Regions from separate parts of the Mus musculus genome. Here regions 2, 3, 4, 5, 6 and 7 are each linked to region 1. Evidence: chromatin contacts called from public Hi-C and promoter capture Hi-C data. All regions are on one chromosome and are shown on one strand. The core of a region is the stretch at or near the end of the contact, and the rest is flanking DNA. Distances in the headings are between cores, read along the strand shown.

Region 1 (3,988 bases), core at 1,014-3,513:
CACTGGGTGTGCTTGCCAGCTTGATCTGGCCTGGCTTCATACCCTTCTGCTGAGGCAAAACTTTTGGTGTTGCCAAAATGCTTTGGATTGTGTGCATTTCCCTGGGACCCCAGACCCCTTTCCGGCACTTAGCTCAGTATTTCCAATGAGTGATGCAGCTGGTTTGGTGACTGTTGATAATTTGTCCTTCAGTTTCTAAGCCCAGGATTCTCTCCTCTAATAGTTAGATAACCACATGAATGTTTGTTCTATTGCTTACTTTGTAGGGTTTACTATTGCTGTGATGAAACACTGTGACCAAAACAACTTGTGAGAGTGTCTTAGTCACTGTTCTATTGTTGTGGAGAGACACCATGACCATAGCAACTCTTATAAAGGACAACAATTTATTGGGGCTGGCTACCGTTCAGAGTTTTAGTTCATTGTCATCATGGCTGGAAGCATGGTGGCATGCAAACACCCGTGGAGAGGCAGCTGAGCGTTCAGATCCTCAGGCAGCCTTAAACCAGTATGCCTGGCTTGAGCTTCTGAGATATCAAAGCCCAATCCCCAGGGACTTACTTCCTCCATCAAGGCCACACCTCCTAATAGTGTCACTCTCTGGGGACAAGCATTCAAACACAGGAGTCTATGGGAGCCAGTCCTATTCAAACCACCACAGGGAGGAAAGGGCTTGTTTGGCTTACACTTCCACGTTGCTGTTTAATTATCAGAGGAAACAAACCGGGAACTCAAGCAGGGTAGGAGCCTGGAGGCAGGAGTTGGCCCCCAGACCGTGGAAGGGTGCTGCTTATTGGCTTTGTTCCTCGTGGCTTGGACAGTCTGCTTTCTTACAGAAACCACAATCGGCTGGGCCCTCCCCCATCAATCACTCATTAAGAAAAATGCCCTACAGACTTGCCTACAACCTGATCTTATGGAGATATTTTTTTCCAATTGAGGTTCTCAGACAAATCTCTAGTTTGTGTTGAGTTGACAAACAAAACAAAACAAAACAAAAAAAAAACTGGCCAGCACAATGTCTTTCCTCTGCATTCTTTCTCAGACCTTTCCCTTTGATACATTTGTCAGACTACAGGATGTGCCACAAATTGTGCATAGGATCCATAGTTCCTGTCTTTGACTCAAAGGGCAGGGCCTCCAACCTTCAGCTTCTCTCCCTGGTAATTCTCACATCATTGCTATTTGTAACAGAAGGGTGGAGGGTGTTAGAGAGGAGAAATAACTCCCCCTTGAGCATTAGAGGCCACCAGTCAGTTTACAGAAGGGGCTGAAGACCCACCCTCCATTCAGCTCACATCTGTCAGGACTGGGCTTTAAGGACCTTGTGTGGAGTCTCCACGGATTAGTTAAAACGAGGCTATTGGTTAGTTAAAAGGAAGCTAGTCAGAAAAAGGTACATTCCCCTTTAACAACTACTTCTGCCCTCTTAGTGCATGCTGTCCTTGAGCCAGGAGCTGAGATTAAACCTGCAAGCAAACACTGGAGATACATGGATCATGGTGGCCCAGGTCATGCAGACTTCATGAGCTCACTTCCTGGCCGGTGACATGGGGATAATACTCACCTTACCGAGCTGATGTGAGGATATGAAGACAGAAGTGACTGGAAAGTTGAAGAATTGTTCCAGGGGAGTGTTTGCAAGATGATTAAAACAAAACCCAGTCCAACGCAAGCAAACAACCAGTGTGTGGGGACGTGTTCCTCAATAGAAGTAGCTTAGACAGAATGGGATGGGGACAATTAAAAAAGTTTTTTTTTTTTAATTTATTCTCCTTAATGTTTAAACGATCAACCATGACTTTGAACGTAGCATTCCTTCCTAGACCACTAACGAAGGTTAATTAACTGGGTAAAGACTCCGATTGAGAAAAAAAAAAAAAACATCGCGCCATTCTGAAACTGCTGGTCCTGTCTGCTCTCCATCCTGGGCTTCCTGGCCTAACCTCTGCCTTCCTCTTCCCGCATCTGACTAGTCCCAGGACCCAGGAGAAGGGAGTAACCCGCCCCAGCCTGAGGCTCCCGCGCAGACCCGCCACTTGGCTGGGCAGGGTTAGCCCGCCCAGCAGAGGAGGCGGAGAGGGTCAGCAGTGGGCGGGGCTCGGGGTGGGGCCACGGCTTGGGCGCGCGGCTGACGCGACCCAAGGGTTTAGAGGGGAAGCGGGAGTGACAGGAGAGGCGCGGCCTGGACTCGGGGGCGGGGTCATGCGTGCGGAGGCGGGTCCAGGCTTCAAGGGACCGGGGCGCGGCGATCAGGGGCGGGGCTTCCGTGCGGTGGGCGGGGTCCTGGCGGGTCCAGGCTGAGCGGGTAGGGGCTCGCGGGGGCCGAGCTCCTGCATTCAATCCACCCGGCAGCCCTCGAGCTGCACCGTCTACCCCGACCCGGGACGCCGCGGCCGGGGCGAGGAGGGCAGAGGGACGCGGCGATGGCTCTGTGGGGACTCCCGGGGTCCGCTGTGCTTGCTGCTTCAGTGTTCGTGGGAGGCGCTGTGAGTTCGCCGCTGGTGGCCGCCGGTGAGTGCTTTGGTCCTGGTCGGGACGCCTGGTGAGTTGGGTCTGCGCACGGAAGGGAGCCAGGGGCTCGACGAGTCGGTCGAGCCCACAACCCCGCCGCGCCCTGAGTTGCGCGCGCCCTGCTGTGCTACCGGATCTGGCTCTGAACATCTGGGTGTCCCGGGGTGGCCCGGGCAGGGTGCGGCGCGCAGCGCGGCTCCAGTCCTTCCCCACCCGCCTGCCGGGGTCCCGCCTTCCCTCCCCGCCGCTTCTAAAAAACGGCGGGACCCCAACTCGGATTCTTCAGGATGTCGCTTTCCTGGGATGCCTTCTCCCTAGCCGTGGACCCCTTTCTACTGTCCTGGTCCTCAGAGGCCTCACCAGGCGAATATCTTGACACCCGGGATAGGGTTCTGCTTTCCAGCCTCCTTCCTCGCTTTATTTTCTTCTTTCCTTTTCATTATGTTAAAGCCTTGAAAGTGCCAGTCTTTGCAGGTGGTTATGGATTCTTTTAGTAAGTCGGGAATTTCTCACTCCTTCCCATACATGCTGGATAAATTAGGCCGGGAAAGAGGAAAGACATCTATAATGTATACTGCTTTTTCTTTGTATCAAATCCTGTCATCACAAAAGGAACCTCTGTGGTCGGGGTGGAAGCCACCAAGCCGAGACGCTGAGTGCTGTCTTCAACTACAAGCCATCAGCGGGAGTTTCTAACTGAAATCTAAGAGGTCTACCTTTTACTTAAGGACGCCTTTGCCTTGTGCTCCTGTTTTTATAAGGCACACACCAGGGATTCTTAATAATTGTTTCCCCCTCTTAATTGCCACCTCGCTGCAGTACTTAAAAAAAAAAAGTTAAGCCTTCCTGGCCGTTTGGGGTTACCACAGGCTGATTCTTACGTCAGCAGGCTCTGCCAAGCTTGCCTTCAGGGGTGGCTCCTCTTCAGGCCCAAATAATAAGCAGCTGGAAGGCTTCCAACGGTGACTGTCTTCTCTATAAAATATACGTGCTGCTCTTCTTTTTGGAGAATGTTCTAGTCACTCGGAGCTTTGGAGCCTGCTTCTCATTTGTCCTTTACTTTTTCATGGGCATCAGAACGAGCTAGCAAGGGAACAGGATAGATAGACGATGTGTCTCCTGGGTATTTATTAGCAGATCCGCATTTCCTTCAGCCATCTACCCAGGGGAAAGGGAAGCTGGTGACTCGTTCTATTGGATGGGAGATTTTCCCGTGCATCCTGGGCTTCTTTCCCGAGACTTGTAACTACAACATAGTTTCAACGTAGATTGGAGACTGCAGGTAGTAAGTGGTATCACTTGTTGCAGAGTTTGGAACAATAACAGAAAAGATGAACCTGGGAGCAAGATTGTTACAGTTTAGTAAGTGAGGCATGTAACCAGCCATCATCAGGAGAAATCCATTCCTAGAGTGGGTTTTTGTTTTGCTGGGTTTCTGAACAACATCCGGGTGTCAGGCCTGCAATGTGACTGA
Region 2 (3,988 bases), core at 529-3,028, 1.9 Mb before region 1:
GTGGAAACAACTGTTATATGGCCCAAAGGGCTCACTCTCTTTGAAAGAGAAGCTCTTCAAGGTCAGAGACTTGCTTATCCACCTAGTCAACCTCCCCAGAAGAAAGACAGATGATTGAAAGTCTTTAAATAGGAAAACAGACACAGAGGTTCCCCCCGACCCCCACCCCAGGCCTTTCTCTGCATCCACAATGGACTAAGGAACACTGCTAGAGGCCCAAGGGGTATCACAAAACAGTCCTAAGCACTCAGAAGGTGGCCCAAGGATGCAAAACTGGCCGAGTCCCTCTACAAATGGCTAAAAGAAGGTTTAAAACTACAGAATGTAGTCTCTTCTCATTCATCTCTCCAGCTGGCCCACACCCTGTCTTTCTAACCCTGATCCGGCAGAGGGTAAACCACTGGGCCAGTCTCTAGGCCAGTCAGTCTCCTCTTTATGGAAAGTCCACATGGCCCTCCAAGTCTACAACAACCTTCCCCTTCTCCATCTGCTAAGCCCCCATCCTTCCTAAGGCTTCCTGCTAAGCCCCCATCCTTTATAAGCATCCTTCCTTCTGAGCACTCCAGCTCACTCCCAGAACCCTTCTCGAAACCCTACAGCTGTTAAAGCTTCTGTGACCCAGCTTCTTCTTCAACTGTTTCCTAACCTGTATCTTTCGCTGTAACTACTAGACTTGAAGGTCCACCGAAGGACGGGTTTCCTTATATTTCTCTTCTCTCATGCACAGCACCATCTTAGATCCGGTCGCTTGAACCCATCTGTCACAACTTTAATTTAGTGAAGCACCTAAAACCGGTGATTTTCCCCCAAGCTTTTGTTGCTGTGGATGTTACAGCCCAGCCAATCTATTGGCAGTGCACAGCATGAAACCTGCTGAGAAACTAAATTTAATCTAGAAATGTACAGAAAGGGGCCATTGGGATTGAGAATAGCTAGATAGGAATTCTGGGATATGGTTTTTATTTCGATTTTTTTTTTCTACATAGCTAGATAACTTTAAAGCTGCTCTCTGTGGATGCTGGAGGGCCCTTAGATTTCCTTCATCAAACACTGCTGCATGAAGTCTAAAGTCCCCACACAAGCAAGCTCTGACACAGCCCCAAGAACATATGGGAATACCTTAGAAACTAAGACTCAGTGGCACATGCCTGTAACTCCTGCACCTGGGAGGTGGAAGCAGAAGGGTCAGGAATTCAAGGCCATCTTTGACTTCACATCAGCCAGCCCAGGCTATCCAAGACCTCATCTCAAAACAAAAACAAAGCAAAATAGAAAGAAAACCAAAGTGTGTCTTGTTAAGACTCTAGAGTTGGGGTAGACGGCCGAACACACCCCCATCTCTGAGTTTAGTCTACACTTTGCAACAAATTAAAAAAGGTCATTACAATGTTCAGCCTAAAGAAGAAGAAAAAAATCTTAACAAAATCACAGAGATTCCTGAGACACCGAAAAAACATTTTTAAAGAGGCAAAAGTCTTACCTGGGGTAGAATGCCAAGTCTCATCACCAAAATGACTGACTCCGGAAGTCTAAGTAGCTCTCCACGCCATGTAAAAGCTAACGTAGCTCAAATCTATTACTGCTGAGAGTCCCTCCTGAGGTCTACCTCTCTCTCTCTCTCTCTTCCCCAAGGCTCCCAATGAGTCACTGTTGGAAAAGCTGCAACACCGGACTGGCAGAGTCCAGCCCAAGGTGGTGGGCCTCAGTGTCGGAGGTGACCGAGGCAGAGGAACACTCCGAAAGTGACAAAAGCGATTAGCAAGTTCCTGTGCCGAAGTGAGTTTCCTGTGGCTGGCTTCTCCACAAAGGGGTTTCGCCTGTGTGGGTTTAGGGGCCTGTGCGCATGTGCGTTTGTTTCCCTCCATGAGCCTGTGAAACCTACCCAAGCAAGAGGCCAAATAGGGCTTTTGCTGCACGGCTGGATTTCTGTTTGATTACCGTTTTATCCTTTCTGGATCGTTTCTCTCTCTCCATTCCCTCCTGTTGAGGGAAGGAAAGGGGGTGAAACTGGGATGATTCTTTCAGGAAATGAAACAAGAGAGGAAAATCGGTTTCACTGTCCTGGCTGGTCTCGGTTAACTTAAGCTTAAGTAAAAGCACTTAACTAAGAACTTAACTTCCGGGCTGAGAATGGAGCCTATGGGTAGCGTACTTGCCTGGCCCTGTGTTTGTGCCCCGTACTGAATAAAAGCCATAGTTCCTGGCACACACCTGTTATCCCAATGTTCAGAAGGATCAGAAGTTCCAGGTTTCCCAGGTATGATGGCACCTGCCTTTAATTCCAGCGCTCAAGAGGCAAAAAGCAGGTGGAGTTCTTTGAGTTCAAGGCCAGCCTGGTCTACATAGAGAATTCTAGAACATCCAGAGCTTCACAGAGAGTCTCTGTAAAAAAAAAAAAAAAAACTCAGCTGTACACGGAGTTCACCACCAGCCCAGCAGGAGACAGTCGGTGGGTTCTCTGGATCACTCTGCCTTATTAATAATGAGTTGTGCTGCCAGTATTAGTAACAATTTAAAAATGAAGGGCATAGCAAAAGTCAAGTAACCGCCACAGAGCAGCACCTGGGCCGGGAGGTACTAGACCCTGTGCTGTTTTCTGACCCCTCTGAGTTTCATTATTTGACTAAAAACACAACTGTACTTGTCCCTCCTCGCTGTGCCAGCCAGGTGTAGAGACCATCTGCCACAATGTAACCCCATGGTCAAACTGCCTAAACCAGCCATTTGACTCTCCTGAAGTATTAACACCCTCCCCCCTCCCCTCCCCCTCCCCTTCCCATGCCCCGCCACCCTAAGTCTTGAATCACTATAAATGCTACTGACCAGGATGGTAACTTGCTCAAAATATCGGAGTGCCAAGTAGGCAAACAGCAGAAAGACCTTAAGGCAGACATGAGATTGGATTAGCCAGGCCTTAGGTACTTTAAATGGGATTAAATGGCACGTCTCTAATCCCAGCACTCTGGAGGCAGAGGCAGGCAAATCTCTGAGTTCTGGTCTACAGAGTGAGTTCCAGGACAGTCAGGGCTACACAGAGAAACCCTGTCAGAGAGAGGGAGAGGGAGAGGGAGAGGGGGAGAGGGGGAGGGGGAGAGAGGGGAGGGGGAGAGGGGGAGAGGGGAGGGGAGAGGGGGAGAGGGGAGGGGAGAGGGGGAGGGAGAGGGAGAAAGAAAGGGGAGGGTGATAGGTCAATGTACTTGAAGCGTGGTATGGACAGAAGAAAGGAGACAACATCAGGCTTACAAATAGACACATAGAAGCCTCTATGAGCCCCCCCCCCCCCCGTAGCAATTTACTAGTAAAGTAGGAACTTAGTCTCTCTCCAGAAAATTCCTTGTGGGAAGCTTGATTACCACTGGAATATTATTAGGTAGGCAAAGCACAAATAATTTCTTTGCCTCTGAGTTTGTGTTTCTAAGGGTGAGGGCAACTGCTACAAACACCAACACCTCTGCCAGATGAAATGAGTTTAAAAAAAAAAAAACAAGAAATCTCTCAGGAGGGTGAAGTCAAAGGACTAGGAACTTGAGGCCATCTTGGGGATACACAGAGCATTTCCAGGCCAGTCTGGTTTATGAGACTTGTGTTTTAAGTTTAAATAGAGAAATATATGTGTGTTGAGATGAGGTCAAGAAAAAGTGAAAAAAAAAAATCAAACAAGGGTTGGGTTCAAAAGGAAAGCTTGTGCCCTTGTGGCTCTAAGTGTTCTGGCAGGCAATACGAAGCAGAAAAAAAGACATAGAAAACAAAGCACTACTGGGTAAACATGTGCTCAATACTGTAATCCCAGCGTTCACCAAGAATTCAAGGCCAGCCTGGGCTACAGAGGGAGGCTGTTCCCCAAACACAGGAACAAATAAGCGACACTAGTTACCGAGCTGGGGATGGTGGTCCTCTGGCTCCTGGGTGCTAAGCCCACATAGACACTTTGCCTTTGGATTTCCACAGGGAGGAAGGAAACCAAACCGCCACCCTTAAGCAGCCTGTA
Region 3 (3,988 bases), core at 639-3,138, 1.8 Mb before region 1:
ACCACTGGAGTTCGAACGAGTTGCATCTGAGAGCTAATTTGAAGGCCAACCGTAGAAGTGATTTTTTTTTTTAAGGAAAGAAAAGGCGAATGGTGCTATCGAAGGGTACTGTATTAAAAAGAAATAAATTAACTGGGGGCGGAGAGGCAGCTGCAAATCAGTCATTGTTTTCTGAAAGGCCAGGTTATCTCCGGGATTTTTTTTCCCCCCCTCGGAGGCTCAACCAATCCCCACCTTTTCTGAGTTAACCAGTCTCCAGGCAAGCCGCGCTTCTTGATTGGCTCGGAGACACCGAGTAGAAAAAGCAGCCAATCCTTCGCAAGCCAGACCTGTGCTATGGAGACGTTACAACCACTGCATGGCAAGAGTGTGTACAAACCTGTCGGTACAGCAAGGCCACCTCCCACTCCTAAAGACATGTGCGGAAGGATTCCCTAAAGCCAGCGGGCCCTGCCTCCGATCTGGCTGGCATCGAGTTAAAAAAAAAATTCTTCCCGCTCTCTTTTTGGGGCAGGAATAAAGAAAGTGTTGTAACCAAAAGCGCGAGCGGGATAAACTGCCCCGCGGTCTGACTCCGTCTCTCGAAGCCCGGTTTTCGGAGAGCGAGAGGGAAAGTTACGGATGGGAAGGGGTGAGGGTCGCGGGCGCACCCGCCCGGAGGGAGGCCAGCCTGCCGGTGTGGAGTGAGCTTGCGAGCGAGCGTGCGTGCGTGTGGTTTGGAAGTGAGTAAATAAACAGCTCTACGGGCACTACCAGCCCGGGCAGGCGGCCCAAGTTCCCACAAGGCTCGGCCTGGGAAAACGGCGGGGCGCTCGCAGGGGCGCGAGGTCAAGTCGGGGCGGGAAGGCACCCGGAGAATCCGGGGGCGGGAGGGGTGTGTCGGGGCCTGGAGGCCCGCCAGGCGCTGGAGGAGCTGCCGGGGAAGCTGCCGCGGCGCCCGCCTTCGCTCGGCCTCGGGCCCCGCGCCAGGGCCCGCCTCCCGCGACGCCTCACTCCCCTTCCGCCCGCCCGCCCGCCCGGCCCGTGCCTGCCCGGGGTTGCCGCGTCTCTCGCTCGCCGCCCGCCTCGGGCCCTCCTCCTCTGGGACTCCGCGCTCCCGGGATCCCCTCCCGCTCTTTTCCTCCCCGAGTCCCGCCGCCCGCCTCGCCAACCTCCGCCTTTACCTGCTGCGGGAGCGGGGCGTCGAAGCCCCCGGGCCGTGTCGTCGAGTAAGCGCCGCGGGTCCGCAACCCTTTCCCGCCGCCGCCAGCCACTACGCTCTCCGGCGCGGCGCGGCGCGGCGCGGGGCTGGCGAGCAGCTGTGTCCGCGGGGCGGGGGTGGGGGAGACGCAGCGAGCGTGCGGAGCGAGGACACACTGCCGCTCTCCGTCCGACCGGGGAAGAGCAGCCGCGCAGGAGCCCGCCGCGAGAGGGCGGGTGGGCGGCCGCGTGGGGAGGGGTCTCGCGGCCGCCGCAATGGCTGCCACGTAGCCAGGTGGATCTCCGCCCCCGCCCCGGGGCCGCGACCTCTGCTGCTCCGCACACCCCCCACCCACCCACCCCGGGCTCTCCAGGATGCGTCGGCCCGCGCCCGCCACGGCGCCGGCCCGGAGACCCGAGCCCACCGGTGCTGGCGCCTCGCTGGCTCCGTTACGAGAAGTGAGTCCCGGGCCTGGCGGGAGGCGCAGCCCGGGACCCGCGGGGCCCCCCGAGGCTCTCCCGGAAGCTTGCGGCCCGCCGCTGTCCCCCGAGGGCTCCGGGGAAAGGCAGGCGCTGGGACCCCCCCTACTGCTGCCCGTGTAAGCGCCCCGGTGAGCCGCGGCCGGGTCTAACCCTCACCTCTCTCCCGAGCCCGAAAAGCAAAACAAGGTCGTTCTGGCCCTGGGCAGCGAGGGAGGAACTAGGAGCTGGGGCGGGCGGGACTGCAGCTGCGAGGTCGGCGGGGCGAGGCGATGGGCCCCGCGCTGTCCCCCACGGGGGCCCGCTCACTCGGGGCGGACGGGCGGCGGCGCCCCGCGGGAACAAAGGGCCCCGCGGCCCCAGCAACCGGGACGGAGGCTGCCGGGATCCAGCCCGCGCCGCCAACGTGCGGTCGGAACCCGCTGGCCTGAGCCCAAAAGAGCTGCGGCCTTTGCCAGTGTGGAGCTGGAGTTTTCAGGTGCCAAGAAAAAGCAACAGTGTTCCCTTTCCCTGTTAACGATCCTGGATGATTAGCCCGTCCCCTAAGCCCGCTCCATGTTTTTCCTTGTTGGACTCTGACTTCCTTGCTTAATTTGTTCTGTCCTGACATGAAACGATCAGAGTACAAAAGTGTGTGTCTCTCTCTAGCCTTCTGATTAATGATGCTACTGGTCGTTTCGGAGTTTTTAGTTTTGTTCTTTTTGTTTTTGTGTCTGTTTTCTCCTGGACTTTCCTCTCTCTTTGCAATTACTTTGTATTTTTCACTGCCCCCCCCCCCCGTAGTAAAATAACCTCTTGATATTCATCCACATCAGAGAGACAGATTATCTGTCAATTGTTATGGCAATTATTTAAACTGAATGTAGATTTGGAAAGAATACAAGTGAAAAAAATCCCTTTAGATCTGGCTTGAACATTCTCACACTCAATGAGCAAATGGTCTAGTGGGGTTTTTTCTAGAAACTGGTGTATTTAAGCAAAGAAACTAGTGTACTTAAGCAAATAAATGTTCTAATGAAATCTCCCACACAGAAAAGAATATGAATGGATGTGTTTTTTATTTTCTTTGTCTTTTTAGAGATCTCTTGAGTTTCAGTGTTTAAAAATATATACTATACAAACATCTTTATTAAGGCTTATTCTAAATATGGTAAACAAAAGAAATTTAATAGTCTACAATCCCGAGCGTAAGTAGCTACTGCTGAGAACCTAACATTAATCTGTTTCTAAGCAGCTATTAGGAGCCTAATAACTGTAATATATGCCACTTTTGAAATGAAAGAAACTTAGTAATTATAGACTTCAAACAAACCTAGCAAATTTATATTAATTTTGTTCATCTGAAATATGTTCAACGTGATAATAAAAACTTGTATTTAAGTTCTTGAATTTCTTTTGAACATCTGTTAAGGATTTATCACATCTTAAGTCCAAATAATAAAAGGGGGGAATTCTTAAACATTAGAAAATATATTTCAAGGGACAGCACCACCCAATCTGAATTACTTTTGCTTACTATGTCAAAAGAAAAGTATCAAACCCATAAAATTCTCACAGATGTAAAGAACAAAGCCATCTTTACCAGTGTGCACAATGCCAGGCTTGCTTTATGAATACTTCCAAGGACTCCTCTTTCCTTATTGGCTCACATTCTAAGCCAATAGGAAAAGTACAACACATCTTTCAAAGGAGGAGACAGCATTGGAATAAATGGATTGTTTATCACATTCATTCTCTCTCCAGCTTAGGTCCTGTAGTTTCAAAGGAGACATGTAAGAGTCTGAATTACTGAGTCTCCAGACAGGGGTGCTACTTCTCAGGGGTGCAACTCCACCTCTGCAGTCTTCCAGTTGACTAGAGTATAATTGGTTATAATTAATTGTGTGAAAGTAGTATTTAAAATACCAGATGAATATGTAGAATGGCAAAATGCTACCAGCTAATACTTTTAATAATGAGGTGACTACTCAAATTTTAGTTAAAAAACTGGCCCTTAAAGGAACTAGAGATTTGTAAATGTTTTCAGAACATTTGGAACATATTTATTGTATAAATTATAAAGCTGTTTGTTTATATTTGCATTTGGAGCCTAAGTATGATTTCATTGCCACAAAAAGTAATGTATGGCACCTTTATTTCCCTCTGCTTAATTCTAGATTTTACAGATGTATGATCTCTTACTGGATTACCAACTCCTGGAAGATAGGTTGTTTCCTGCTCAGCCTTGTATTCCTCACTGCCAAATTCAGAAACTTGTACAAAAGAAGCAGTGTGCTATGTTAAAGATGGGATAAACAGGGATAGCAAATCAAAAAGTCCATCTGCTTCT
Region 4 (3,988 bases), core at 753-3,252, 1.6 Mb before region 1:
AACAAGATTAGGTATTATCTTCCATTAAGAAACCCTGCCTCAAAAAAACGGGAAAAAAAAGAATATATATATATAAACAATCCCAAACTAAGTTTGCTTATTTAAAAAGTTTAAATCACCGTTAAAAATTTGTGAATACAGCCATTCACACTGTTTCTGCATTGTTCCACAAAAAATACAAAGTCATCCTTCCATTCAGAGTTTTGGCAAATGAATACAGAGGTCAGAGTTCATGCTACGTAAGGCAGATCACTACTTACTTCTTAGTATGCTCACTAAATCTGCTAATATTGTCATTTCAATTTTAAGTGACTTTCTACAAGTCTACTGGGACGATGGCTAATGATCTGCAAGCTGGAAGGCACAAATATAGGTGGAGAGCTACAAGATTTGTAACAGTTCCTCATGTGCTTAAAAGGCTTAATTTTAAAGATCATAATTGACATTATCAAAGCATCAAGCAAGCCTAGAAGAAAAACATGTAAACCTGAAAAAAATAATTACTTACAGAATTTTGTTGTTAAGTTCAATCATAGAAAAGCTAGCATTTTTGTCGATTTAGGTGGAAAAAGTTGTACTATTACTTTTACAGATGAGTAAAATTATTCAATCACTCTCAATATTTCACATAAATAAATTTGGCAAGCATTAATGTACTTAAAATTTGCAAGACTTACAATGTACTAGGAGTTTTATTTTTCTTAATATGCTATTTCCTGCTATAATATTGTGTCAAAAAAATAAACCTAACTCAATAGTGAACTACAATAACGTGTTATCTGATGAAATCCCTTGTTTTTTAATAGGCCTGTTTTTAAAAGTGAGACTCAAGTTAACTATGAGGGACATCATAATGAAGTTTCACAGTACAACACTAGTCACAGAGGCATTGCCCTAGGAGAGCCTGACACTGGTAAACAGTATTCTGAAATAGGCTACTCAGACACTCCATTATTCTCCCTACTTCAAATCATTTAATTAACAAACAACTTGCCTTTGACCAGACTAAAAGCTTTAAATGTCAATGATGAGGCCTAGTTACGGGCTGGGTCCGTAGAAAAGAGATTACCACCTCATTCGGAATTATTTCTCTATCTGTAGTGGAAATTGTTTCAGTTCCCTTCCCATTATGTCTCCCTTTCCCCCAACACTACACTGGAAGGGAGTAACTCAAAGTCTTCCCCTCGTCTATACCTAAAGACTGTGGAGGTTCCTTCCCCAAGGAGAAGACAGCAAAGGCCCCGGCCGGCGATCTCCAGAACACCCCGAAAAGCGTGGGCCTGGGGGGTGCGCTGCGGCCGGGGGATCCAGTTACTACCTTTCCCCTTCCCCCAACCCACTTCCCGGGTTTTCTCGGCCTGCTCCTTCTTCCCCACCGCCTAGTCACACTTCCAGATGTTGCCGCCACCGCCTCGGGGCTCCCTCTAGAGCTCACGTGCCCCCGACGAGTGCTTCGGCATCGGCCCTCCAAACCCCGTTCCTCCCCAGGCCGGCCGGCCGGCCAGCCGCCCGCGAGACCGCCTCTCCCAGGGCCCGGGGAGGGGAGGGAAAGGCGGCGGGAGGAGGAGGGGAGGCCGCCGCTTCCCCAGAGGCAGAGAGGCGGCCGCAGCGAAGCCGGCCAGGGCCCGCCGGGGGTCGCGGAAGGAAGGGGCCCTGCCGCCCGGGGCTGAGATGGGGGCGTCCGGTAGCTCGTTCCTGACCTCCTCGCTCTTCAGCACCTCCTTGAACTCCCGCTTGATTCGCTGCACCGCGATGTTGGCCATGTCTCTGCCCGCAGCTGATTCGTACCCGCCTCCTCCGCCACCGCTACGACCACCGCCACCGCTGCCACCTCTTCCTCCGCCGCCGCCTCCTCCCTCAGCGATTCAGACCCGAGCACACGAACGCTGCCACTGCCACCCTCGCCGTCGCGTTCCTCCTCACTGTAGAATCACCTCCGCGCCCGGCCACCAAAATGGCGCCGGGTCCGCGCATGCGCACCACGCTGACCCGACCGGGCGGCGCAGCCGCTCCAGTGGGAGCCCCATACGTCTCCAGCAGCGAGCCCGCGCCGCGCCGCGCCGCGCGTCTCAGCCGGGGCTTCGGCCGCGTGGCTCCGCCCTGCCGGCGGCTGGGGCCAGGAGGGTGCGGCTTCGCGGCCTGTCCGCGGGGTCTGGGCCTGCCGGGTCCTCCCCTGCCCCTCGGCCTCCTTTACAGAGAGACCTCCAGTCCCTAGGCTGGGACCCGAGGTGGGAGCCCGGCCTGGCGGGTGTCCCCGGCCCTAGCCGGGCCGAGCCCCGCTCTAACTCGGCCAGACCCAGAACCCACGGGCTCGAAGTGCCTCCCTGTGTCTAGCGGAGGAAAAAGCTATGCAGGAACTGGGTCCTGCCCAGCGTCCGTTGGTAAACCCCCGGGAAATCCACTGCCGTAGCTTTTGTTCTGGAACCATGATAAGGCAACTATTATTCGGTCATCTCAGGTATTACAGATGTTTAAGGTTGTGTAATGGTTGTGTCCCACGGCTTGTAATTGATACAGGTGTTGCCAGAAAGAGGCCTGTGATGGGTTTAAAAGCCAGAAGTTACATCTTTGCCCTGTTTAGATAATCAATGCTGAACTGCAGAACTAAGGTGTTTTTCAAACTTGAAAGTGCCTCGGAATCCCTGGAGAGCTGGTTAAGATTGTTAGCACCTATCTCTAGAGTGTGGATGGACCTAAGAATTGGCATTCCTAGCAAGCTCCCTGCTGCCCGTTTTTCAGCGGCCACGCTGTGGGAATGACTGGATTAAGCATGTGAAGAACTGTATTTATTATAGTGACAGTTGAAGAAATAGAAGGCCGAAAGAGCTTTAAACTTACAAAGGTGTTTGGCGCTTGTATTGAGTGAATATAGTTGAGTGGAGAAAAGAGAAACGAGTAAAATTATTTAATTGAGCAATAACGTGGAGAGGCTATTTGAAAGTGGTTAGTAGAGTTTAAAACAATATGGTGTGGGTGCTGAGAGGTACTTTGAAAATAACATTTTGAGCGCCGGGCATGGTGGCGCACGCCTTTAATCCCAGCACTCAGGAGGCAGAGGCAGGCGGATTTCTGAGTTCGAGGCCAGCCTGGTCTCAGAGTGAGTTCCAGGACAGCCAGGGCTATGCAGAAAAACCCTGTCTGGAAAAACCAAAAAAGTAAAAATAAAAAAAAAAGAAAGAAAATAACATTTTGAAATTATGAAGGTGTTATTGTAGGAATATGTTTCATGTATTCACCTAATCGATCAGTTCCGTATTCCATTTTAAGACTAATGCTAGCTGAGTGTGGTGGTACAAGCTTGTAATCCTAGATTGGGAGTCAGAAGCAGGAGGACCATCAGTTCGAGAATCATGTTTCCCTCATCTGTGAGATAAGGAGGTTGTTTAAACTTCTAAGAGTTCAATTTTTCTTTTTTTTTTTCTTTTTATATTTATATTATATGTAAGTGCACTGTAGCTATGTAGCTATCTTCAGACGTCCATAAGAAGGCATCAGATCTTGTTACAGATGGGTGTGAGCCACCATGTGGTTGTTGGGATTTGAACTCAGGACCTTCAGAAGAGCAGTCAGTGCTCTTAACCGCTGAGCCATCTCTCCAGCCCCAGTTCAAAATTTCTGAAACACTCAAAACCTTTCCCTGAGTATACTGACAAATTATAAAAGATCTTCTAGCAGAGCCCCCTAGTGGTGATAAGAGGGGGTTCTACTATATACTGAACACTACAAAGGATTTTTGCCATAATATAAATCTAGAAATGTTGTAGGTATTTGTGCCAATACAACCTAAACACTTTCTATCCCACTCTGCCTAACCTCAGGAGACATAAGGATACTCAGACAGGGGGAACTAGTTATAAAGGTCGGGTGAGTTCTTGGAGAGAAAGAGACTCGATAATATTTTTCTCTGCTGAAGGTTGAACCCAGGGCCTGTGCAAGCCAAGTATGTGAACTGTGACTGACCTAGAGCTCAGCCAAGCTGTATGTGTGT
Region 5 (3,988 bases), core at 1,090-3,589, 1.5 Mb before region 1:
AGTGATAACAGCGTAATGTTTGTAACCTATCAAGAGTTGAAGTAAACATTTCTGGGCATGGCAGTGCAAGCCTTTAACCCCAGCCCCTGAAGGCAGAAGCTGGTAGATCTACGTTCCAGGCCACCCTGGTCTACAGAATGAGTCCCAGAACAGGCAGGGCTTCAGAGAGAAACCTTGTCTCAGAAAAAGAAAGAAATGTCAAGAGCATCCAATAGGATGGGAACAATTACAAATGCCATCTTGGGCCCTAGAAAGATGGCTCAGAGTTTGAAAGCAGTGGCTGCTCTTCTAGAGGACCTGGTTTCAATTTCCAGCCCCCACATGGCAGCTCAGCACTGTCTTGTGGCTCCAGTTCCAGGGGGATCCGACACTCTCACACAGACATACATGCAGTCAAAACCAATGCACATAGAAGTAAAAATAAGTTACATATATGTGTATGAAATGCTGTCTTCATAAAGTGCTAGTATTACATGAAAAAGGATAGTGTCACTTGGTTGATGTAGAATCTCTGAAAATATTTCATGCAGACGTCAAAGAAAATAGGTGACTTTAAGGAATAAAGTAAAAATAACGCATACAAGTGGATTACAAGCTGGGAAGTCAGGTTCGTGGTGTATTTGTTTGGCAAGTGGTCGAGACAGGGTTTCTCTGTGTAGCCCTGGCTGTCCTGGAACTCACTTTGTAGACCAGGTTGGCCTCCAACTCAGAAATCTGCCTTGTCTCTGCCTCCCAAGTGCTGGGATTAAAGGCGTGCACCACCACCGCTTTTTGTTTTGTTTTGTTTTTTCAAGACAGGGCTTCTCTGTGTAGCCCTGGCTCTCCTGGAACTCTATGGACCAGGGAGCCTTAAACTCAAGAGTTCCACAGACCTTCCCTTCCTCGTGCTGGGATTAAGGGGATGTGCCATCACTTCCCGGAGCAGTTTTGTTTTTCTCAGCTCAGCCACTGAGAATCATGAAGGTTTCTTTCCTCTGTTTTAAATATGGGATGTTTCTTCATTGAAATTTTGTAGTTACAGTGTGTACCAGGGAAGACAGAGCTCCCCTGCTTGTTTTCGCTGGTCGGGTTTTGTTTTCTTTTCTAACTTGTAACCTTACCAAAGAAAGCAGGCCATACCTCAGTAGAACACGGATTGTGAACCATGTAGCCAAAGACAGACTGTGCAGCACTGTTTTAAAGGGTTTTGTTTTTCTTTTTTTGTTGTCAGATTGTTAAACTATTAGGGAAGAAAATGAAATTCCAAGTGGATGTTTTCTGCCGTTCACTATTTTTTGTCCAGACTTTAGATTCTCAGGATAATTTTTTTCTTGTACTTTCTTATAAAAATATGCTTAGTTTCGTCCAGAGTTCCTCGAGGTCATTGGATACATCTGTAGAATTACGGCTGCCACAGCTGCTTCCAGAGGTGCTCTTTTTGCTTATCAGGCTCCACACTTCAATTTGCTGGTATTTCCCGTCCTTTCTTACATGGGAATTAAGCTGTCTTTGGATTGTTGAAATACTGCTTCCTAACTTCCAAGCCCAAGAATGGTGTGCTGCTACCTCCTTTGGCCACATTCCCTCCTCCACTAGGAGGGCAAACCCATGGCTAGGCTCCCCTCACTTTTAAAAACAAAAAACAAAAAAACCCAGACATATTCTATGCTGCACTGGCTGGGCTCAAATTCACATACTCCCACCCACTCCCCCAGGGTTTCTCAATGCAGCCCTGGCTGTCCTGCAACTCGCTCTGCAAACCAGCCTGTCTCTGCTTCTGCTGTTGAGCCATCACATCCGGCTTCTAACATCTCTCTTTTAAGGTTAAGGTTGAACTTAATTTAGGTCTGTTTTCCAATCCAAAATCCGAACGTCATCAGGATCACTCATCCCTCCCCACCTCCCAGCTGACATGCTTCTGTAATCTTCGAGTTCCGATTTTCACGCGTGCCTGATGATGAACTCCCACCGCCACCTCTGCAGGTAGACCGGGTCTCAGCAGTCATCAATTTGTGCGCGCGCCCCTCCGCCTAAGTATGACTAAACACCGCCGTGGACAGAAGCCATTCCCTCGACAAACAGACAGACACGTCAGATGATCATGACCACGGAAGACAGCACGGAGGCGACGTGGGACAACTTAACAGCCGGGTTGCCCTTCCTTCTCGGTGGAGCAACCCCACCCCGCCACACCGGAACTGCCTCCCCCACGCCGGGCGCGCCCACGCACGTCAGCGCCGGAGCTGCGGGAGCCGCCCCCCTCCGACGCAGGTGGCCCGCGCGACACGCGCATGCTCCCTAGGTAGGGTCACGAGCGGCTCCGGGTGCTACAATCTGTTGCGCCGCCCTCGGGGAGCCCGCAGATCCGGGTCTCGTGGCTAAGAGTGACGTGGTCTATCGAATCCAAACAGAGGGGAGGAGGCCGGCGGCCAGCAGCATCGGCAGCGACAGCGGCGTCCGGAACGCTCCCGGCCGCCACCCTCCCCGCCCGCCGCTGTTTTGGGCGGGTGAGTGTCCCGTCCCCCCCTCTCTCCCCGGCCCACCGCCCTCCTCGGCGACCCTCTTGGCGTCGCCACTTCTGTGGCCGCGCGCACCCGGGGACCGCTGCGGCGGAGCGGGCGCCTTTGGCTGGGCGCTGCACCCGGGGAGCCCGCAGCCGCTGGCCCGGCAGCCTGCAGCTGGGCTGCACAGGCACCCGCAGTCCGGGTGCTTTCACTTTTAGGGCCCCATAGGCGGCGCGGGCGTGCAGGGGGTTAGGGACAGTCACCCCGAAGGCCGGGCGGTGGCGTTTGCCTGGTGGGTTCGATGAAGTCACCCGGACGGGGCCCTTTTGTTGTGGTGTGTTGGTAGCTGCCATCCTAAAAGCCAGAGCTCTTCTTTAGCCTCCATTGTGTTGCGGATTTAAAGGATTCCCCTTTTCTGTTGGTTCAGTTCTGTTGGTTCAGTACGTGGAGCCGGGGCTGACAATGGAGCAGGTAGCAGCACCGTTATCGGAAGGAATGCAGGGCAACAGCCTGGCAATGGTTTGAGATCCGTGTCGCTGCTTAAAGCCGAAGTTTTCCGAAGTGGCTGCTTAAACGTTAGGATTTTAGCCAAGATGATACTTGCTAACTGTAGCGAGGCGGCAGGATGCTTTTAGTTGCCCCAGTTGGAAAAGCCGAGGATGCGGCCTTAGTAATGGAGTGCCCTGGGTTTACAGCTGGAGCGCCTGATGAGCTTCAGGAAGCATTTATACCTGCATGTGTGGAAGACACCCTCCCGATTTTGTGTTGTGGTGTCACTTGGCAGCTATCCGTACCAGAATTGGGAAAAACCTACAGTTTACCAAGGGTTCTAGTCTGGAAACGCTCGCTGCCCTGTGTCTGCTGTGGAGGTTAGGGGAAGCAGCTGCGTGCTCCTGCTTCAGGTGACTCCCTGCTCGCGCAGATTCCTTCAGTGTAGCCGCCCACCCTTTTGCCCTCCGCACTCAGACCAGAAAACCAAGCCTGGATGTTCCATCGTGTTTTCGAAAAGGGACATTTCCCCCTCTCCAAGATACTTATAGTGTTTCTGTGGAAAGCAGCAGGAAGGAACGAGGAAACAGATTGATTGCTGTCCATCAAATCTGGGAAGAAGTCTTAGGAATTTAGACCCCTATCTTTGAAGGGTGTGCCCTTGGGCAGTAACGGACCTCGTATCAAATCTTTTCCTCCTGTGTAGATCATGGATTTTCCCTCTTTTTTTTCTCCCATACTTGGAATCTTGATGATATAGACAAAGGAGAATTTTCTTTTTGCACTTCCCCCTTTTCAGATTTTTTTAAAAAACCCTCACCCTTTTTACTATTCTAAAACAATATTTTTTGTTTTGTGAGATGTTTTTGTAGTGATTGGAGGAGATGTTTATAGAAGTACATGAGGAGGAAAGAATGATAATCGCGTCTCTCCTCTTGCCGGAATGTTAGTTCATATCCTTCAAGATGCTTTTGCAATTGCTTTACAAAAATATGGTATCATACTACATTTGTTAT
Region 6 (3,988 bases), core at 790-3,289, 1.4 Mb before region 1:
CAGACTATATAGATGAAACCCTGATTTAAAAGAAACCAAGAAATGAAAACAACAACAACAACAACAACAAAAAAGACAGGCCTACCCTTTGGAAAGCAAGCTATATCTTTGATTTTCCTTGACTATCCACTTCTGATCTAGAAGCTGTTTGATAAGCATTTTTGAAGACTACGCTGTACACCAGTCTTCTGTTATTATTTGTTTACTGTGTTGCTAGGAATCTGGCATCCAGAGCCTTCTGCCTGCCAGGCAACCTTACGTCATTAAAAAACAATTAAGATAAAGGAATCATAGGCTACATGCAAACAAGTTTGAGCCGGATGTGGAGGTGCACACCTTTAATCCCAGCACCTGGGAGGCAGAGGCAGGCGGATCTCAGTTCTGAGTTTGAGGCCAGTCTGGCCTACATAGAGAGTTCCAGGTTAGCCAAGAACAAATAGTGAGTCCCCATCTCAAACAAACAAACAAAAGAGTAAGTTAGATGATCAATACCCATTAACAATTAAAACTATATGAAGGCATAAATCAATAAAGTAAGCCAGGTGGTGGTTGTGCACACTTTTAATTGCAGCACTCAGGAGGAAGAGGAAAATGGATCTCTGAGTTTGAGGCCAGCTTGGTCTACAGAGAGAAGTCTAGGGCAGTTAGGGCTACATAGGGAAACCATCTCCAAAAACCCAAATAAATAAAATAACTATCAAGAGAAAAACCTATACTTTCTCAATTAGATGCTAGATATAAAATGGGATATGGCAGCATAAAATGGTCATTTTGGAAAGGATGAAGAAATGGCCAAAGGGTACAGAAAAACCTACAAGGCTTGATTAAAAAAGAAAAAAAAAAAAAAAAAAAAAAAAAAAAAAGCACAATGCCAGGCAGTGCATCTTTAATCCCAGCACTTGGGAGGCAGAGGCAGGTGGATTTCTGAGTTCGAGGCCAGCCTGGTCTACAGAGTGAGTTCCAGGACAGCCAGGGCTACACAGAGAAACCCTGTCTCAAAAAATCAAAACCAAAACAAACAAACAAACAAACAAAACCAAACAATGCACAAAGTCAAAGTGGAATCTAATGTTCAATTACCTTTCTCCTTTCTGGCGCTTTAAGTTTCCTTTATATTCATCCCATGTACTCTTGTCTGCAAGATCACCAGATACAAAATCTTGAAGGTCTGGTCCATTATGCAAAAATTCCTTTTTCTTATCTGGCAAAGAACTTAATGCTCTAACCGTGAACGCATATCTTCCAAATATCTACAAAAAGGGTTCAGTACAACATTCACTCAGTAGACTCTGAAATAATTTAGTTTTAACCCATTATAATACCAAAGCTAAAGAAATTGATTCAGAAATTATGTAAAACGATTTAAGAGCTCAAACTACGTAGATCAGAACCTGAAAAAGACTCAAGGTGAAAGAACCGTAAGTCACGGCGGCTCAAACACGTAATGCAGCTCTCAGAGGAGGCAGAGTGAGGAGTCGTCTTTGGTCTAAGAATTTAGTTTCAGGCCAGCCTAGATTACAGAGACCCTGATGCACGCTCAGCCATGACAAATGGGGGAAAAAAGTGGGACGCAGATCAAAGTTAACCGCTAAATATAGGTTAGAAAACCTTAGTGGGTGACTTAACATGCCACGTTTTCATGTCTTCTATTCCTAAAACAGGTACTAAAATATGTTGTCAACAAGTTTGCAATAATTAAGATATGCCACAGCTGTCGGGGCTTTTAAAAAAAGGATATCTGGAACAATTTCCCTAGTTTTGAACTTAGGATAAGCAATGGCGTTCCCGCCGCTCACCCGGGACCCCAGGCTGCGAGCTGTATCCCAGCAGCGTAGAGCCATCCCCCTCTTTTAGGTCTCAGGAGTGTCAAGGGATCGAGGGAACAGCACCCCCGGCACCGGACGCGTCCAACAACTCGTCGCTTGAGTCATGACGCGATACGTCGTCGCCGACCGGCGCGACTCGACTAGCTCGGCAATCGAGTAGTTCCGCCTTAAAGCCGTCGCTCGGGTCGTGACGCGACACGCAGGGCCCTGACGGATTACAAGAACGTGATGACGAAAGACGTTCTCTCTTTGCCCCATCTACTGCGAGGTGAGGAGCTTAGGGACCGGGTGCCCCGGGAATCTGAACCCATCCTCTGTTTGGGGACCCCGGCGGCATGGAGCCGATGCCCCAAGGCTTTGTCCCGACTGTCCCCCAGCACGACGTGCGTCCTTGGGACTTGGTGGCGCGAGCTGGAAGTGGCGTTCGGGCTTTCAGGCCCATCTCGGTCGTAGCCCTTCCGCCATGGCGCACCGAGCCGGGCTTCCTTACTCTTCTCCGGGGCCCCCGGTCCAGTCCTTGTCCCGGACACACCTGGGTCCTTGTTGCCGGCTTTCGTAGCTGGCGATTCCCGTTGGGAGCGGAACGCTGCCGGGTCTCGGGTGTAGAGCGTCCCCCGCCCCAGCCGTCTCACCCGGGTGTCTGTGTTTCAGGATGAAGACCATTCTCAGCAATCAGACTGTGGACATTCCAGAGAATGGTGAGTAGATGGCTCCCCGCCGGCCGCTGACGGCTTTCCTGCATGCTCTAAACCCCGGCCTATGGTCTCACCAGTTCACTTTCTCGTTTAGTCGAAATCACTCTGAAGGGGCGCACAGTCATTGTGAAGGGCCCCAGGGGGACTCTGCGGAGGGACTTCAATCACATCAACGTGGAGCTGAGTCTTCTTGGGAAGAAGAAGAAAAGGGTAAGAACTTGTGTCTTCCGATGCTTCGGGTGCTTGCTTGTAACAAAACCCGGTAACCGATGTTAATCCCCCACCCCATGCGTGGCCGAGTGGGTTACTCGGACTCAGTTCTTTTATGAGTGAACTTGGGTGTGTGTGTGTCGTCCCTCTGGTGTCCTGTGCGTGTGACATACGGTGCATTTGTACATGGCTTTGCGTGCTAGTACTCGCCAGCTAAAAGTGCTGTGTTTTAATTCTAAAGTTGTTGTGTTTCAGCTCCGGGTTGACAAATGGTGGGGTAACAGAAAGGAACTGGCCACCGTCAGGACCATCTGCAGTCATGTTCAGAACATGATCAAGGGTGTCACGCTGGTAAGTCAGCCCTCCACTCTGCCCTTTAACCCTTTGGAAGAGGTTCCTTGGGTGTGTATAAATGTCTAGGGCCAGGATGGACTGTACTTCTACAAAGGAGGCACTTTCAGATATTGGGGGTGGGTTAGCACAGATCAGACCCAGGAATTTGCTGGGCAGGCTCCTTTACTTCTGTTTCAGGGGTTTTGTTTGTTGGTAGATACATATAGTGGAGATTGCTGGCTGGTATGTTTGGGACTCAATGGATAGAAAAGACAGCCAGAGTTATACTCTGTCTCAAAAAAACAAACAAAAAGATCTGACTTGTGCATCTCTGAAGTTACTGTTCTAGATCCTTTCTCCCAAAACAGTTAATGCTGAAGAGGTGTTGTTTTATAAACACAAGCTGTACTTTGTATACCTATTGGATCGTGTTACCCTGTTGCTCCTGGGGAGGACTGGGCCTTTTGTTTAGTCTGGAGTCACTTATTATCTGGTGGTGTCTGTAGTAACTCCACAGATGCCTAATGCCAAAAATGAGGATCTTATGCCCTCAAAGGATGAGATAGTAAAAGAAAGCTTCCTCCTGGAGCTTTGGGAAGATGTTGCAACTTGCATATGGTGGGTAGAGTGCGTGTGTTAAATTTCCACGACATGACAAAAGCACCTTAGGGCATTTAGAGCTGACTCTAAATTCAGCCTGGGGAAACTGAAGAAGAGGAATCTCAAAATCTAGGCCAGCTGAACCGAAAACTTTGAGTTTGTTCAGGATGGCTCACAGTTGCTTGTTTGATGCAGGGCTTCCGATACAAGATGCGGTCTGTGTACGCTCACTTCCCCATCAACGTCGTCATCCAGGAGAATGGCTCTTTGGTTGAAATCCGAAATTTCTTGGGTGAAAAATACATCCGCAGGGTTCGGATGAGG
Region 7 (3,988 bases), core at 692-3,191, 1.4 Mb before region 1:
TAACCACCATTGCTGCTGCCGCCACCAGCACCAGCACCAGCACCATCAGAGAATGCTATTACTACTTGATATGTGGCAGAAATAGTTGTGTCTTAACAGATGAGGACCCTGAGTCACAATTACTTCTCTATGGTCTTGTAACTATTACATAGTAGAGCAGGAACTGAACGAATGGCTTCAGAGGGACCTAAGCAGGGAAGTCCTTCTCACCAGTGACTGTTCACTTGTTTCTAAGTTGGGGATTATTATTGTTGGTGAATTTTAACCCAGAACAGTGCAAAAAATGCATGTGGGTTACATGTTACAAAAAATGCAGAGTATGGTACTCACCTTTAATCCCAGACTCAGGGAAGCAGAGGCAGGCGAATCCATATTGTGTTCCAGGCCAGCCAGGAATACATAGAGAAATCCTCACTCAAAAAACCAAAATTATGTTGCAATAGACATCTACTTAAATACAAACTCTTGTATTCCTGAAGGCTTTACTGTCTTTCCCAGTAGATATGGTGTCATAAAATGACAAGACCCAACAAGAAGTGGTTAGAAAAAGATTTCAAAGTTCAAGGCCAAAGTTTGATACTGCCCTCTACACTAAATTCTTTGATAGTCACGTTTTCTCTTAAAGTTATATGCAATTGTTAATTTCTATTCCACAACCAGGTTGCTCATTTACTCATAGGAAACTTGCTGGCCAGGTGTGGGCTACCACCCCTATAATCCCAGCAGTGGGGTGGTGGAGGCAGGCCCACTAGAGTTTCATAGCAAGAGCAGCTTCCAAAGCTTGCTTATCCTAAATCTTTTCTTGTTTTTTTTTTTTTTTTCCCCTGTGTGGGCGTGTCTTGGTTATGTCAAAGATTTGACTATTCTTTAAGAGACTTAATGAAGCTTTAGGAAGGAATTAAGGGGCTAGTTTTCTTCCTTCCTTCCTTCCTGTCTTTCTTTCTTAGATTTATTTATTATATGTAAGTACACTGTAGTTGACCTCAGACACTCCAAAAGAGGGCATCAGATTTCATTACGGATGGTTTTGAGCCACCATGTGGTTGCTGGGATTTGAACTCAGGACCTTTGGAAGAGCAGTCAGTGATCTTAACCGCTGAGCCATCTCTCCAGTCCCGGGGGCTAGTTCTCTTAGCTTGGTAGTTTTAGAGCAAAGACATTGGGGCTGAGGGTTGCCCAGTTGGTTGCATGCATTCACAGTAGCTCTGAGTTTGATCCCTTGCATCGTGTAAAGCAGGAGTGTTGGCATATATCTGAGATTTCAGCGTTTGGGAGGCAGTAGAGAAATCAGAAGTTCAAGGTCATTCTCAGCTACATAAGGAGTTTGGGACCTGGACAAGTCACATGATCTTCTGCCTCAGAAAAACAACCCCCCCAAACAAACAAAATGCCTTTACTGTAAACAGTCCGTTAAATGCAAACATATACCCACGTGATGGAAGGTTCCCTGAAAGTTGTTCTCTGACCACAGCTTGTCATTCCATCTTCAATAGATAAATGTATTAAAAAGTTAAAAAAAATGTCCATTCACTAAGGGTCTGTTAGTTTGAGCCAAAATCAATAGGTCAAACATTAAAAATAAAATAAATCAGTGTAAAGTTTGATGAGAACAGTTGACCTTTGCGGGGCGCATCGAATACACTTCATCCTACCGTGGTGGCAGTAAGAACTTCTGGAAGCGGCTACAGAGCACTGCCCTTGCAGCACGTGCGTGTACTGCAGGAAGGAAGCCACCTGGGAACCCGGCTTAGAGGAAGTCAGCCTCAGATCCCAAATTGGGCGTCTCCCGGCCACGATCGCACGCGCACTCGCCGTCCTACAAGGTAGCAACCCTCCGGTTGCTAGGGCTGTGGTCCTGCACCCAGTGCGCAGCTCCCGCCTCGGGGCGGGGCCGCGGGGAACGCGCGCCTCCGACGTCATCGCCGCGCGCCGCCGCCCGCGCTTCTGCTACTTCGCGGGAGAAGTTGTTGGCGCCAATGGATCCCGAGCCCCGATAACGAATTACCCCAGCCACGGGCCTGCCCACCTGCTCCTGTTCGGTCGTGGGGCTGCGATGGTGAGCCGCCCGGGAGGCCGTGCAGCTACAGAGGCTTTGCAGGCGGGGGTGTGAACGGGGCGCCGCCGCGGTGCGGGATGGGGAGGACGATGCAGAGGGCTCCGAGGGGCCCGGCTTAGGGTGCGGGGCGCACCAGGGACGCAGCTGCAGGGAGGTGGCTGCTACGCGGCAATTTCACATCCCCACCCCCCCGACTCTTGGGGGAAGGGAGGAAGGAAGAAGAAAGTTGATTTGGACGGGGCGTTAAAAGTTACTTTCGTGTACAGCCTTGTCCCAAATCATCTCTGTTGGAGTGCTTCCTAAAGTCCCGACTTCAAGCTTTGCGTGGAAGAATGTCACACTTGGCTTTCGCAGGGAGAAGTTTGCTCGGGCCTTCAGCTTGAATCAGCTTCCTGGAAGCGAGTGTCAGCTGTGACACAAGGAAGTTTATTTGTTTATTTTGTTTAGAATAATTTATAGGAGTTGAGCGGATCCTGGTTTACCAGGAATAAAAACACGGCGAGTACAGACGGATGTTCTGTATTTGACAGCTGTCATCTCTTATCACCTGTTACGATAAGTAGTTTTTTTTTTTTTTAAACCTCAGTTCCAACTTCAATAATTCAATGTAGTGGACATTCAAATAGTTTGAAAGTGAAATTGTTTGAAAGTCCCTGGCATAGGAGACAGATACAAGTTGGAAATAATTTTTAATTTACTGGACCACTGAAGATGTTCAGCTAATCTACAAGATATTTAACAATCACACTTACACACACTTTTATTATTCTTAAGCTTGTCAGAACACCAGCATGCAGGGGAGAAAAGTGTTACACCAAACTGGAAAAAGTTTCAGCTCTCTGTTTTTTATTCTTTGGGGAAAAAAGATAGTGATGGTAGCCACCCAGAGTCGGCCTTTTTATTTTCGGGATAATATGTGAGTTTGCTTTAAATACCGTCTAGAAATTCATCTGAAGTGTTGTTTTGGAAAATATTTATTCTTATTTTAGTTATGTGTATCTGTGTTTGTATATGCACACATAGTTTGTGTATGCACACATATGTTTGAAGGCCCATGGTAGCCAGAAGAGTGTGTCAGATCCTCCAGAGGTGGTGTTACAGGTGGTTTTGAGCTGCTTTCTGTGGGTGTTAGTTCTGGAAGTCAGGGTCTCTGCAAAGAACAATATGCACTCTTAACCACTGAACCATTTGTTCAGCCCCCAAGTCCAATACATTCTTATTTGACTTGTAACGTGTATGTTGTGTCTGAGTATATTTCTGTGACTATGCATGCCTGATGCCATCAGAGGCCAGAAGAGGGTGTTGAACCCTTTGGAATTGGAGTTGAACTCATGTCCTCTGAAAGAGCAGCAAGTACTCTAACTCCTGAGACATCTCTTCAGTCATACCTCTCCAGTTCATTGGTGGTGCATGACTTTAATCACAGCACCTGGGAGGCAGAGGCAGGTGGATCTCTATAAGTTTGAGGCCAGCCAGCTCTACAGAGTGAGTTCCGGTACAGCCAAGGCTACACAGAGAAATCCTGTTTTGAATAAATTACGTGTACAAGTGTTTTGTCTGCATGCGTGTATGTGCAGTGCATGCAGCCCTGGTCCCAAGAAGGTCAGAAGAGGGCATTGGGTCCCCTGGTACTGGCGTCATACATGGGTGTGAACCATCACGTGGGTGGTGGAAACTGAAGCCAGGTCCTTTGCAAGAGCAGCAAGTGCTCCCAATCACTGGACACATCTCAAGCCTCCCAAGTTCTTCGTGGTTGTTGTTGTTGTTTTGTTTTTTTGAGACAGGGTCTCTCTCTATGTAGTCCAGGCTGTTCTAGAGCTTACTATGTAGAGCAGGCTGGCCTTGAACTAACAAGAGATGCTTCTGCCTCTGCCTCCTGAGTGCTGGGATTAAAGTCCCATGCCTTCATGCTCAGCTCCAAGTTTATTGTTT

Evidence for each region. Promoter capture Hi-C pulls out the DNA fragments that hold promoters and counts their contacts. Hi-C and Micro-C count contacts between places; a contact is called where the count stands out from the background.
Region 2: a promoter capture Hi-C map of pre-B cells shows a contact between it and region 1, with 2.2 times the contacts expected there. The contact joins the promoter of Rhoh here to the promoter of Rell1 in region 1. A contact is called at or near these places in 1 of 39 promoter capture datasets (pre-B cells) and 1 of 484 Hi-C or Micro-C datasets (pre-B cells).
Region 3: a contact with region 1 is called in a Hi-C map of uterus, with 7 times the contacts expected there. The contact joins the promoter of N4bp2 here to the promoter of Rell1 in region 1. A contact is called at or near these places in 1 of 39 promoter capture datasets (pre-B cells), 1 of 484 Hi-C or Micro-C datasets (uterus) and 1 of 115 datasets of contacts at active chromatin or transcription factors (fibro-adipogenic progenitors).
Region 4: a contact with region 1 is called in a promoter capture Hi-C map of erythroid cells, with 10 times the contacts expected there. The contact joins the promoter of Ube2k here to the promoter of Rell1 in region 1.
Region 5: a contact with region 1 is called in a promoter capture Hi-C map of pre-B cells, with 3 times the contacts expected there. The contact joins the promoter of Smim14 here to the promoter of Rell1 in region 1. A contact is called at or near these places in 1 of 39 promoter capture datasets (pre-B cells) and 1 of 484 Hi-C or Micro-C datasets (CD4 T cells).
Region 6: a contact with region 1 is called in a promoter capture Hi-C map of pre-B cells, with 2.6 times the contacts expected there. The contact joins the promoter of Rpl9 here to the promoter of Rell1 in region 1. A contact is called at or near these places in 1 of 39 promoter capture datasets (pre-B cells) and 1 of 9 other capture datasets (adipose tissue).
Region 7: a contact with region 1 is called in a promoter capture Hi-C map of pre-B cells, with 4 times the contacts expected there. The contact joins the promoter of Rfc1 here to the promoter of Rell1 in region 1. A contact is called at or near these places in 3 of 39 promoter capture datasets (cranial neural crest, liver and pre-B cells), 1 of 484 Hi-C or Micro-C datasets (erythroblasts), 1 of 115 datasets of contacts at active chromatin or transcription factors (pro-B cells) and 1 of 9 other capture datasets (adipose tissue).

What each region holds. Positions count from the first base shown.
Region 1 is chr5:63,967,172-63,971,159 of GRCm38.p6, reverse strand. Rell1 (RELT-like 1) reads left to right here and starts at 2,263. Exons shown (of 7, transcript NM_145923.4): 1 at 2,263-2,514. The coding sequence starts at 2,427.
Region 2 is chr5:65,861,374-65,865,361 of GRCm38.p6, reverse strand. It overlaps Rhoh (ras homolog family member H), which reads right to left and starts at 1,778. Exons shown (of 3, transcript NM_001081105.2): 1 at 1,481-1,778.
Region 3 is chr5:65,761,421-65,765,408 of GRCm38.p6, reverse strand. N4bp2 (NEDD4 binding protein 2) reads right to left here and starts at 1,888. Exons shown (of 20, transcript NM_001024917.1): 1 at 1,819-1,888.
Region 4 is chr5:65,535,259-65,539,246 of GRCm38.p6, reverse strand. It overlaps Ube2k (ubiquitin-conjugating enzyme E2K), which reads right to left and starts at 2,002. Exons shown (of 7, transcript NM_016786.4): 1 at 1,701-2,002. The coding sequence starts at 1,763. It also overlaps a transcript of Smim14 not described here.
Region 5 is chr5:65,491,234-65,495,221 of GRCm38.p6, reverse strand. It overlaps Smim14 (small integral membrane protein 14), which reads left to right and starts at 2,339. Exons shown (of 5, transcript NM_133697.4): 1 at 2,339-2,486.
Region 6 is chr5:65,389,482-65,393,469 of GRCm38.p6, reverse strand. It overlaps Rpl9 (ribosomal protein L9), which reads left to right and starts at 2,039. Exons shown (of 8, transcript NM_011292.2): 1 at 2,039-2,094; 2 at 2,478-2,524; 3 at 2,616-2,731; 4 at 2,987-3,082; 5 at 3,860-3,988. The coding sequence starts at 2,479. It overlaps Lias (lipoic acid synthetase), which reads right to left and starts at 1,973. Exons shown (of 11, transcript NM_024471.5): 1 at 1,797-1,973; 2 at 1,081-1,250. The coding sequence starts at 1,841.
Region 7 is chr5:65,333,592-65,337,579 of GRCm38.p6, reverse strand. It overlaps Rfc1 (replication factor C (activator 1) 1), which reads left to right and starts at 1,941. Exons shown (of 25, transcript NM_001347357.1): 1 at 1,941-2,056. The coding sequence starts at 2,054.